Linked DNA regions of Mus musculus: region 1 is linked to region 2. The links are chromatin contacts, called in public promoter capture Hi-C maps. All regions are on one chromosome and are shown on one strand. The core of a region is the stretch at or near the end of the contact, and the rest is flanking DNA. Distances in the headings are between cores, read along the strand shown.

Region 1 (5,941 bases), core at 2,927-5,426, 520 kb after region 2:
AACACATTTCCTTACAATAGCTCCTCTTCATGTTGCGTTCACTCCTTGAGGTGCTCACTGTTTTGAGGATTTGAATTCCTTAAAAAGTTCTTTCTGCACTAAACATTCTTCAGTTATCTCAAAGAAACAAGGCAAGGACATCATGATCACTGTGTTCTAACGCCTGTGAGGCCAAGCCCAGGCTTACACACATCCCCAGCCTTTGATCTCAGCCCTGCAGTGGGGTGACACAGTGTGTCCTGGAGAGACCCCTGATGCTAAGCACGTCACTGGACTTTAGGAGTGCAGATACTCTGGCGGACAGAGCCTGGTGAAGTATAGCTGGGTTGACCTGACTTCCCAAGAAACAAATCCAGCTCACTGAATAGGGATAGAAAGAGAAAAGTTTAGGGCCGGAAGGGTACAAGTGATTACAAAGTGTCAGAAATAGTCAAAAGAAAAAAAGAAAAAGAAAAAAAAAAAACGAAGAAGAAAGAGGTGAAGAAAGGTGCATTGAGAAAAGTTGCAGGGTAGAAAGAAGCAACAGCAGCAAACCCACCCCCAATTCGCAGAATAGATCAGGAAGGTTGCATTTTATTTCTGTAGTGTGTGTGTGTGTGTGTGTGTGTGTGTGTGTGTGTGTGTTGCTATGGGTTTAACTTTGTAAGTCTCATCCTAGGTTACACAATAACACAACTCAGAAACTTCTTAAGCAACTAATAATGGACAATGGGTGTGTAGTTAGAAAGCACTGAGATCCATGGGAAGGCCTCAGGAAAAGCACCTCCTAAGCTAAGGAGATGGGATGTGAGAGTCTTGCCTGTTCTCACAATTAAACATACTTGCATTGAGTGGCAATGTTGATGGGAGAGGGGATGGTTTCAGTAATGGTCATAGCCATTGCACTTGGATTGATTCCGTGTCTTTGCTCTTCTATCTGATCCTCTTAGGGCTGTGAGAGGCTGGCAGGACCCCATACTAATGAGAAAGTGAGTGAGAGAGTGAGAGAGAGGGGAGGTGGGGAGGGAGAGAGACAGAGACACACAAGGAAAGCGACAGAAGGAAGTTGGGATGGAGGGGATGTCAATCATCATGTAGCTGATGTCTGCTTCTTGGTACTACTTTGTGGGCATCTTGTAGGGGAACTGCTATGTATTTTAGGGGATAATGTGTATTACTTTGAACTTATATATCACCGGAAGTGGTTATTCATCATGATGATCTCTAATTTCAAACATGGACATTGCAAAAACAAATAGAAAAAGTACAAAGTAGGGTGCCTTGTGAGGAAGGACTTTCTCGAGACAGGGTTTCTCTGTGTAGCCCTGGCTGTCCTGGAATTCACTCTGTAGACCAGGCTGGCCTCGAACTCAGAAATCTGCCTGCCTTTGCCTCCCAAGTGCTGGGATTAAAGGTGTGCGCCACCACACCTGGCTCTTACCCAAACCAACAGTTCATAATTTAAGAGTTGCTCCTAGTCAACACACAACAAAGTGTGTTCCAGGACAGCCAGGGCTATACAGAGAAACCCTATCTCAAAAACCCAAAAAAAAAAAAAAAAAAAAAAAAAAAGAGTTGCTCCTGGGTCAGGGAGGTAACATCATGGTACTTTGAAGGACAGCTAGAAAAAGCACCTGACCAGCCCCGTTAGTAAACTGAATGGGTGTGTGTGTGTGTGTGTGTGTGTGTGTGTGTGTCTGAGTACTTAGTCTTGTAGTGGCAGAGGCTTCTTTCTCTAACCTTACAGATCCTTTCAATGGTCTTCCTAGCTTAACGACATGGAAAGTACTACCTGTTACATGCCTAGTAAGTTCTTTTTCTTGCTTTCCCTTTGCCCTGTGTTAGGGATCAAATCCAGGCCCATGAGCATGTGGGCAAACACTTTTTTATTGAGCTATATATCCCCAAATGGTTTTCAGATATTTTACCAAGAACGTTTTCTTTATTGTATATACTTTCTCCAGGCCTACAGATCCCTCCAGGCTCAGTCTAATATAACTTGTCTTGGTTCAAGCCCATCACCACAACTCTGAGCTGCATTAATAACTCAGTTGTTTAACTTTAAAGAAACTTTTATTACATAAAGGTTGTCACATATTTGGACACCTCTCTAGGTCCTGTGGACCTAGCACAGGACACCTCTCTACTTTGTACACAGTTGCTCTCACTCTCCAATCTCATTTTCTTTCTCCTGTAATACAGTATTTCTTAGTCTTTATCTATTTGCTTTCTGACCAACTACACACTGAGCAGAACAAGTGCATTCCCAACTGCTTAAGAATTTGGTAGTTCCCAAATACTCCATCGATCTGGGCTCCATGAAACCAAACTCGCCAAAGATTCATGGACTTTTTGTTAACAATTAGCCTTTGGGCCTTCAGGCTATTTCTAGGGTATTGAATTTCCCTGAGCCTCTCACCTTTTAACACACAGCCAAGCTGCATCCACAACAATGCCCAGACTCAACACTGGCTGCCTGCTACTCAAGCAGTGTCTGTTACTTAATGTAAAGTTACTTAAGAGTGTTACTTAATGTAAAGTTGGGAGATGTCTGATTCAGACCCTGCCCATCTGCTCCCTTTCATTCTGTCAAATCGAAGTGTTGGGGGATTGATCCACAAACAGACCATTATCCCTCTTCACACATGACTCTGTTCAAACTGGAACACCCTTCTCCCCATCCAGGTGAATGTCAATAATGGGGTCTCTTTCCAGTCACTTGGCAGAGCTCTTGTCGGGGAGGGAGTAAGGAGACGGCTCTGGACACACGAAGCAGTTTATGTGCTTAGCATATACCAGGATATAGCTCGCTTGTGTAAGTTCACTGAATCTGTATCTTTGAAACGTTACAGATGTGACTTATTTATAGTTTCGAGTATTTTTTTTTTCTTTTTTTTACCAAAGCTCTTCTATTTGGAGGAAAAATAGTATGTTGGCTCACTTCTTTTCATTTTCCTTTCTCTTGAGCATTGGCTCATGTCTTATGGCTCCGCCATTCTAGTTTCTTCTGTGAACTCCTCCTCCCAGGACCCCTGGCCCTGAACACTCTTGAGAGAGGAATGCACAAATTCCTTCGAGGTTCCATCACTGGAACATGGTCTCAGGAGCGGCAAACAGGAAGTTTCTGGACTTCTGTCTATTTTGTGCTTGGGGCAAAACTGGACTCCACTTGGAAGATTCCGCAAAAAGCAAGGCAGGAGTAAACCAGCAACCTTCCTGATTCCTATCTAAAACTTTTAATGAGGACAGTGTCATATAGAGTCAGTCCCTCCATGGCTTCTCTATCCAGAAGTGGTCTCTCTCTCTCTCTCTCTCTCTCTCTCTCTCTCTCTCTCTCTCTCTCTCTCTCTCTCTCTCTCTCTCTCTCTCTCGCAAAGCAGAGCCCGCCGCCAGACACATCGGGTTATTGCCCCTAAACTTCCTCACTCCACTTTTTACATCTTGAGCGGGACATTTAAAACACAGTTTGGGATTTTGTAAGTTTCCAAAGCGTCCAGAGGGCAGTCCCCTTTTGGCAGCGCCATTGCAGGACGGGAGCCAGAGATTAGCCGAGGTAGGTCCCCTGGTCTCAAAATCCTATTCACCTCGCTCAGAAGCCCAGGACTCTACCTTGCTACTTCCTTCAGCTCAGAGGGGCCAGAAGCAGCTTTCCTTTGCCTGCGTGCCTGGCCTCCTCAATAACACCATTCATCGCCTGCCTCTCGGGGCACCGGGGAAGCCCCAGTCACGCGCCAGGGTTCTCGCTCAGGTACGGGATTCCCGGGGTAACCGCCGGCCCCTAACCTCAGGGGCGGGTAGTCCACTGGGCAGCGTCGGCCCGGAGGCGGGCTCAGGCCGGAAGCCACCCGCGGCCCCGCGAGACCGCGCCCCCGCCCCCGCCTCCTCGTCCTCCTCTTCCAGTACGAGCTCGGCGGCCAAGGGCGCAGGGGCCAGCCCGCCGGTCCCCGCCGCGCTCTTTGTCCCGGCCGCGCGCGGGCGGACGCGTGCGCATCTGCCCCCCCGCCCCCCAGCTCCCCAACCTCCGCCACCCCCCGCCCGCCACCCCCCACCCGGCGGAAAAAAAAAAAAAAAGAAGGCGCAGCGGGAGCGCGCTCGCGCGGGGGCGCGCGGGAGCCGCTCGCGCCCCCTCCGCCAGGCAAGCAGCGAGCACGCGCGCCGCCGCGCCCGCCCCTCCCCCGCCCGCCCGCTCGCTCGGAACTTGCTGACTGCGCGACCGGGAGGAGCCGAGCCGAGCCGAGCCGAGCGCAGCGGCGGGAGGCTGAGCGCGCGGGGGGCTCCCGCGTCCCTGCGCCTTCGCCTTCGGCCGGCAGAGCGCCCACCCCACCGTGGCTCCCGGAGCGCGGGGCGGCGCCACCCTCCGGCCGCAGCGCGGCACTGCACGGCCGCCTGCGACTTTCGATGTTCCACACTCCCGGGCCGGAGCCTCGGCGGCGGCTTCTTTTCCCGCCCCCCCGGTGCCCCCCCCAGGCTGCCTCCATTTCCTCAAGGAAGGTTCCTCGGCGCTCTCCCTCCCCCACAGCGTAGCGGCGCACGAGCGGGCCGGGCGGGCGGCCGAGGTAAGGCGGCGGGGCCGGGGCCCGCGTGGGGGGCGGCGGGGGCGGGGGCGGCAGCTTTGTTCGCGCCGGGCGCCGCGCTCCTCAGTCCGCCGCGCTAGTCAGTCAGCGGCGCGGGGCGGCGGGTCCCGCATCCCCCGGCGGGCGGGCGCAGTGGCGCGGTCCCCTGCGCGGCCCTCCCCACAAAGGACCGCGGAGCTGCGTGGCCCAGTGCTCGCCCCGGGGCGGGCCGCGCCAATTTGTTGCACTTCTGGGGGTGGGGGGTGGGGGAGGGCTTTTGTTTGTTTGTTTGTTTTGCCCTCGGGGTTTTGGCCGCTTTGCGGATTTTTTTTTTTTTTTTTAAAATAACAAAATGTCGGTCGGTGAGGGAGGAATTGAGCGGGGAACGTCGATGGCACCGGGAGCTTTGCAGAAGGTGCAGTTTGGAGCCTGCCCTTCCCCGGGTGGCAGCTCGGGCTCGGCCCGGTGAATCCTCGCCGCCGGCCGTGGGGACGGCTGTGGGGCGGCTGCCAGTTGATTTTTTTTTTTTTTTTAAATTCGAGTGCTGTGTTCAAAGGCTTTCGGTGCGCACGGGAGGACCCCGTCACCGTAAATAAGCATATGGGCGACTAACGGGGTATGTTTTTCCTCTGGGAAGGAGGATTTGATCGCTCAGACCGGTGTCAGCCTGTAAATATTTAGACGGTATTAGTGACTTCTGAACATTCTCGGCGAGATCTGTTATTTACAGTTGTCATATGTTATTAATGCCCGTTGCCCAAGTTCCCTGGCAAATCTGTTTCATGCCTTCTGAGAAAGTAGACAATTGATAGATTGTCCAAGGGATGGGAAAAAAATGTGAGTGGGTTTTCCAACTTGCATTTTGGTAAATCCCTCAACGCCTGCATTATAAATTATGATACGTATCAGATTCCCTGTAACGTGCTGCACCCTAAGTACAGGGACTTTCGAATCCTTTTCAATAAAATACTCTCAAAGGTGCTTATTGAGAAGTGCATGCTGCTATTTTTTTTTAAAGATCTAATGTTTCTCCATGGGTCTCTTCTCTCCTTAGAAGTTTTCCCAGAGATAAGTTCACCAAGATGTCCAGTGACAGGCAAAGGTCGGATGATGAGAGCCCTAGCACCAGCAGTGGCAGTTCAGATGCAGATCAGCGAGACCCTGCCGCTCCAGAGCCCGAGGAACAGGAAGAAAGAAAACCTTCTGCCACCCAGCAGAAGAAAAACACCAAACTCTCTAGCAAAACGACTGCTAAGTTATCCACTAGTGCTAAAAGGTAATGTCTACAAGGGGAGGACTCACACGGTCAGGTCCCCTTCCCATTGGTGGCTTTTGCTGGCTTAACTTCAGTGGCAATAGTTCAGAAATAGTTCTCCATCAAACGTATGTGAACTTGAGTGGGCTGTCAT
Region 2 (6,320 bases), core at 3,797-6,296:
ATCCCAGCTAGCTCTACTTTCAAATTCTGCTTTATTTCCTTGGCTGTTTAGTTTTCTTTTGTCCCCTGACCTTGGAGAAAGGCATGGTGTAGCTTTCCAGTTTATGGCTGAGTGTTCCATAGTCACTTATTCACAGTCTTTGGAACAGTCGAGTCTCTGTGTGAATCATTGTCCATTACAAACAGAAACTTCTCTGGTGCAGGGTAAAGGCAGGCTAGACCAGTCTGTGAGTATAAAAATAAACATTTAGGAGGCAGTTTGACAACTGTGTCCCCTTAGCAAAATGTTAGCAGTAGGCTCTTCCTTCTTCTTTGGCCTATGACTTCCCCAGCATTTAAATCCCCAGGTTTACAGTATCAGCATGAATGCCCAGCTTGAGATAGAAACTCCTGTAATATGAATTATTTTCCTTTAATCTCCCCTTTATTAGAACATTTAAAAATTATGACCTTTTCTTATTATGTTTAATTTATGTATATGAGTATTTTGCCTGCATGCATATATGTGCACCACAAATGTTTTGCAGACATGAGTGAAAATAGTTTACATAGCATGATAATCTGTTCTGAAAGGCAGAGATGACTGAAGGTCATTTGGAGGCTGGGATTTGCTATGCTTTTAAAATGACCAAAGGAGATAATTCTGTGTGAAGCTATTGGAGGAGCTAACATAGAGAACATCTGGTGCACAATAAATACTCACACATGGTAGCTGCTATCACAATTAGGAGGTGGAGCATTACAAGGATTGAGTATGGGTGTCAATTGGTACAAGGTAGCTATGCGCAGCACAGGAAGTCTGTTTTCTGAGTAAAGATTCAGTTCTGGGACAGCCTGATGTCAGAAAGATGCCATGGAAAGTTCTATTTGAAGAAGATACTGAGTGCAGCTTTGAGGTTCCACATTTAAGCCTAGACTCCTAGAAAGGAGAAACAATAGCTAGTCCAGTCCAAACAGCAATGGTGAACAGATTAGCAATTTGCATGCATGGGATGTTTCTCTCGCTAGTATTACTCTCTTCTCTCATCACTGTGTAGCCATCCAATTTCCTGTGCTACTTCCTCCAGTATTGTAGTATTAATTCTGTAGTCTTGTGTTACTGGAGTATGTTATTAAGGAGAAAATCTCAAGGGGTATCTTAGAACATAGGCAGAGCTCTTAGGTTTGGAGACAACTATCATGAGTACAAAATGTTCCAGTTGTGCATTGGAATCCAGTACTGTTCTTCTATTTTTTTTTAATACTAAAGTTTTATTTAAATATCCTGTAGACATTCCAAACTCTTTGGATACCTCAATCTCTTCATAGGCCAGTGATCCCAAGATCCTAGGTGTGCTTGGGCATCTGTGTTGAAGAGAGTTCTCTGGGGACCTGGGACCATCCACCGGGTTTGCACCCAAGATCTCCAGCACTGTTCTTAATTCTCACGCATAAGTGATAGCAGAATCTCAGCACGGGGTACTATGTGTGCTCAGTAATACAATTAACTGAATGTATGGATCAGAAATAAGAGATTCCACTGACTGGATAATGTGCTAACATTCCTCTTGTATATCAACCATGGGCATTATAAATGAACTTTTAAACAATGCATGATTGACTAGGCAAAACAATCAGTATATTTTTTGATGAGGATAAAAATTATCTTTCTTTCCCGAGCTAGTCACAAAACATGGACTATTTAAGAAGACTCTTGTGGATTGTTGTGCCAGGGCAGTGAAAAAATGGATCATCTTTCTTTAAATGGAGCCTCCCAAATATAGCCACTGATTTATAATGCTGATTGGCCAGAATATTGAATAAAACATGAAATGAGCATTTAAATAATTGTATAATGATAATGATATTAGGTAAATATTTAAATACAAAGTAACACAGCATACTACATTTTTATATTCTGAAATAACTGGCCAGTGGATGCTATTAATCAATGAAATGCCAGGAAATTTTACTTTCAAAATATATAGTACTGTCTAGAGTGGTAATATGAACTGGAAGTATGTCTTAGAACATGTGGACTTAAAAATGGAATTTGATTTTATCCCCAGAGTTACTTCAGCTCTGGGATTTGTTTGACCAGGATGCTTAGAAAAGATGAAAGATGGTCTGACATGTTAGGAATCCATAGGGTTTTTGAATTCCAGTGGTTCTGACACAATGCATCCATGGAATGAAAACGTTCCTTCTTACACCTCCTAAATATCATTTTAGTAGAGATAATATACTTAGGAAATTTCCTCAAGTATTATTTGGTATTTTTCTTTTACTCCTGACTTGTCACATAAAACATGTCCTTCCCTTTGTGAATGTATATTTTCCCTGAACGCCAGTTCTCTGAAAAGCTGCATTCTGCATACTAGTCCAATCTCTAGTATGATACAAGCTTAGAAAGCAATGGACACGGTTCCAGTTGGGACTCCAAGTCTCCACACTCAGGATTGAAATACATACTCTACATCATTTCTTTGCCTTCAGTTCTAATACTAATCTGCTGACATGGCAACATGCCTGCTCCCAGGTGACAGGAGAGACACCTGGAGCACAGGTGCCTGGCAATGATGGGCTCAGAGAAATCCTTGTTCCTGACATTTCTTCTGCAGGCCATCTCTCCTGGGTACATGCTAGGCAGTGTGCTCTCCCTTCCTGTCTGAGGTCATGACTGAGGCTATATGTCTTCAGAAATTTCTGCTTATCATTAAAAGCAAAATTCTCAGAATAAGGTGACATTTAAAAGTAGAAACCATAATTGTTTTTGAATCTTTAGGTCTAACTCAGAATTTTTTTTTAAAAAATTCTCTTTCCTGAAAGATTTTAAATATCAAAAATTTAAGCTCAGATGATCTTTTCGGGAACTAGTTACTTATTATATTGCATTGATATTCCACTAAACTTGGTGACATGAATTCAAAAGCTAAAGCATAACAATATACATATGATGTATGCTAGGACATCTATATGCATGTAGACGTCTCAAGTAAGTATCAATGAATATCTATGTATCTAAAATAAATGGTCATCTTTTGGTAATCTCATTTTGAAGGCTATTTTGTCCAGAGAGCTTTAGAAATATGTGCCAGGGATTGGGGATATGGCTCAGTTGGCACAGATGCAGGATGGTGGGCATTAGAGAGAAAACACACCTTGTTCATTTTATAAGCTAAGCCCAGGGATGATGCAAAAGCACAAAGAAGACTTTCTGTGAATTATCTATAGGTCAGTGGGGGTCACAGAAAGCTGTGTAGAATTACCTATACCTCCAGGACAGAGCTTACTTAGGGTTATTGCAAGGTTAGCCTTTATCCTGGACCCAGGTTATTTAAGGATTCCCAAATCTATATCTCCCTTCTCAGTTTTTATAGCTTGGGAATATAAAAACACCTTGGTGCTTTGATACAATTTTAAGAAGAAATAAAATAAAATCAAACTCCACTGAATATATCTCTTCTTTCATGGGGGGTTTAAAATTGATATGTCTCTAAAAAAAATCACAGAATTATGTTTGTAGTTCAAGTGTGTATAATAAGCTTTACATGAGCTATGCAATATCTATTGTGACTTCTTCCCAGAAAGAGTAAAGGGCAAATGTGTAACCCTTACAACTTACGTTCCCCTGTTTATTTTGTGAAGAGCATTGATTGAACATGTTCAGGTAAGGTAGAGATTAGATTGTTCACTGTGCTCAGGGATAGGCCAACTCAACTGCCCACGTTCTTTTGTTTCAGCTCTGTAGCCGTCACAGACCCTAGAAGAGTTTTTTAGACAAGGGTTTTGTGAAAACAGCAAATAGGTTTTTGATATTTATCAGATCCAATATGCTAAACTAGAATCTCGATTCAGATGAGATTTTTTAATTTTATTTTTATTCATCAGTGTGTGTATGTGCATGAGCACATATATGTATATGCATGTGGATATGAGTATGGATATGTGTGTGTGCGCATGCATATGTGTGTCTGTATGTGTAAGTGTGTATGTTTGTATGTGTTTATGTTCATATAGGACTCTCAAGAGAAGTTCAGTGCATTTGTAAACTGCCCGATGTGGGTGCTGGGAATCAAACTCCGGTCTCCTGCATAGCAGTAAATGCTCTTAAGTGCTGACATCTCTCCAGCTCCATATTAGAATTTTTAAAGCTGTTTATTGTGTTGGCTATCACTGTCAACTTTCCATTTCCTCTTTACTTGGAAATAGTTAATGTCATCAAAACTGTTCACAATTTTAGGAGAGAATACTTTTTAATGAATGAGATGTTTCTCTTGTTTCATAATACTTACACTTTTCAAGGTTCTTATAGTTGAATACCCACTGCCCTTACTATGTTCATGGAGCCAAACAGTGGGCACTTTCACGTACACAGCCATTCTTGATAGATTTTCACAGACTTGGTTTATCTTCGGAATGCCTTGCATGCTCTTTTGATGTGAATGGTTGGCTGTCCACTTCAGCTCCTCCTACCCTGTGAGTCTTTGTGCTCTCCTTGACCAGGGTGTCCCTGTTGCCTGCTCAGCATTCTGAATGCACCATTGATGTTCTAAAGAAAGGAGGATGGCAGATGCATGAAAACATCTTTCATTGGCAACATTCTCTTTAGATCCAAGACAAGCACATTTTCTTTACTCATCAACAAGAAAATAGTGAGCTGGCATGGCCCAACATTCCCCTGCATCTTTTCCATTATTTATTTTCTGTTTTTTGTTTTTTTTTGCTTTTTTTTGTTTTTTTTTTGTTTGTTTTGTTTTTTGTCTAAAAGATGGACATATTTGTACCCACAAGCCTGAGGGATGAATCGGTACAATAAAACCTTGGTTTTATGTCTCCATTTTCTTTAAGTGTAGATGTGTTGTTATATAAGCTTGCATCTGCCTACCTTACTGTCAATATTTTTCAAATGCTGCATCTATTCCAACTAGAAAAAAAACAATTATTATTGTGAACAAAATTATTGGAATCATTCTGATTTTCAAATAACTTTTGGGAGTAGTGCATGGCACTCTGGGATTTCTTATTAAGCTCTGCTCCAACATGGGAGAAATACAAAGAAACATGTGGGAATAATTTACAAGGCATTTATGTGCCGTATAATCTGGTTTTATAAATTCATGTAACAGGAGGTTTTCTGGGAATAATTTTCACTGATTAACCTTTAGGTCAATTTGTTATTTTTGTATAACCAACCATGACTTCCTTTCATATCTTTAACCTCTGATTCTTCCAGTTGATTAATTTTCTAAATAGTTAATTACTTGATAAATACAAGATAATTTCTTCTAGCTATCTTGCAGTGCGGTGATTCCTTTAACAACAGAATAACGTGAGTGTAGTTTCTATGGAATAAGTCTTCTCCACGTCTTTATAAAGGAGGATAAATGCTATCTTTTTTGATATGATAGATGGAGTATTGAAAAAGTCTGTATAGACCATGACATATGCCAGTGTATGTAGTGATGAGTTACTTTTAAATATAGAATAATAAAAAAGATGATGACCAGGCTTTTGTGAAAAACTACTGATTTCTAATTTAAAGCCAGTATAAGAGAGTGTGCTTTCATCAGTGGTCAAAACTAAGAATGAGTGAAGGTAAGAAACACTTCTCTACTCAGACATTTAACTAATTAACTACTTAAGACAACTAAGCCGACGTCTTAAATATTAAAGCTAGATTGCTTTGTTTGAAATTTATTATGGTGTCAAAAAGCTGTCGAAACTTTTCCTTTTCACTTTGTTCTACTAATGTACCTCTAGCTTTCACACTGATCTAAGGAACAATAGAATGACAGAGTGGGCTCCAGATATAGTAAAATAGAGTTAGATTTATAACTTAAATTCAGCATCGTCTATTTAGGCCAAACTGACATTTCACTAAAAGCCCAGTGGAGAGACCATATTTATTTACTTCAGAGTGCTGAATCAAGGCAGTGAAAGGTGATTTGTAAATTGCTTCTTCAGTGAACTTGAATAAATAACTCACAAATCAATGTGTTACAAGGATTTGGTAACCAGCCCATTTCATTTGAAGCCATGCTGCAGTCTATTGATCTTTTCCTCTGGATTATGTTGGACAGGAACTGCTGGAGTAGATACAGACTATACTACCTACCTGCCAAGAACAGTTTATTTAAAAAAGACAAGAAATGCAATTAGCATTTGTTTCTTTAAAAAAATCCTTCTCACTAGCACTGCAACCCTGGGGACCAAAAAAAGAGAAATTATTGCCATGGATCAGGTGAGGTAGAGGACACTGGGCTCTTCCATCTTGATTTTCATGGAAACAGTAAGGACATGGCTAAGAAGAGGTATTCCCCAGAGCTTGTGTTACCTGCT

Evidence for each region. Promoter capture Hi-C pulls out the DNA fragments that hold promoters and counts their contacts.
Region 1: a promoter capture Hi-C map of second pharyngeal arch cranial neural crest shows a contact between it and region 2, with 6 times the contacts expected there. The contact joins the promoter of Ube2e3 here to the enhancer-like site in region 2. A contact is called at or near these places in 6 of 39 promoter capture datasets (the 3T3-L1 cell line, 3T3-L1-derived adipocytes, cranial neural crest and 3 more), 6 of 115 datasets of contacts at active chromatin or transcription factors (astrocytes, bone marrow-derived macrophages, embryonic limb bud and 3 more) and 1 of 9 other capture datasets (macrophages).

Annotation. Positions count from the first base shown.
Region 1 is chr2:78,864,871-78,870,811 of GRCm38.p6, forward strand. Ube2e3 (ubiquitin-conjugating enzyme E2E 3) reads left to right here and starts at 4,177. Exons shown (of 6, transcript NM_009454.2): 1 at 4,177-4,535; 2 at 5,587-5,808. The coding sequence starts at 5,615.
Region 2 is chr2:78,343,120-78,349,439 of GRCm38.p6, forward strand. No RefSeq gene overlaps it. Among named protein-coding and RNA genes, the nearest start is that of Gm46750, 42 kb to the right of the region's middle. Within about 2 kb of position 5,047, at least 2 of the 459 cell types and tissues checked have an H3K27ac peak or open chromatin away from gene starts, as enhancers often do. A contact at or near this core is called in second pharyngeal arch cranial neural crest, where this site is marked.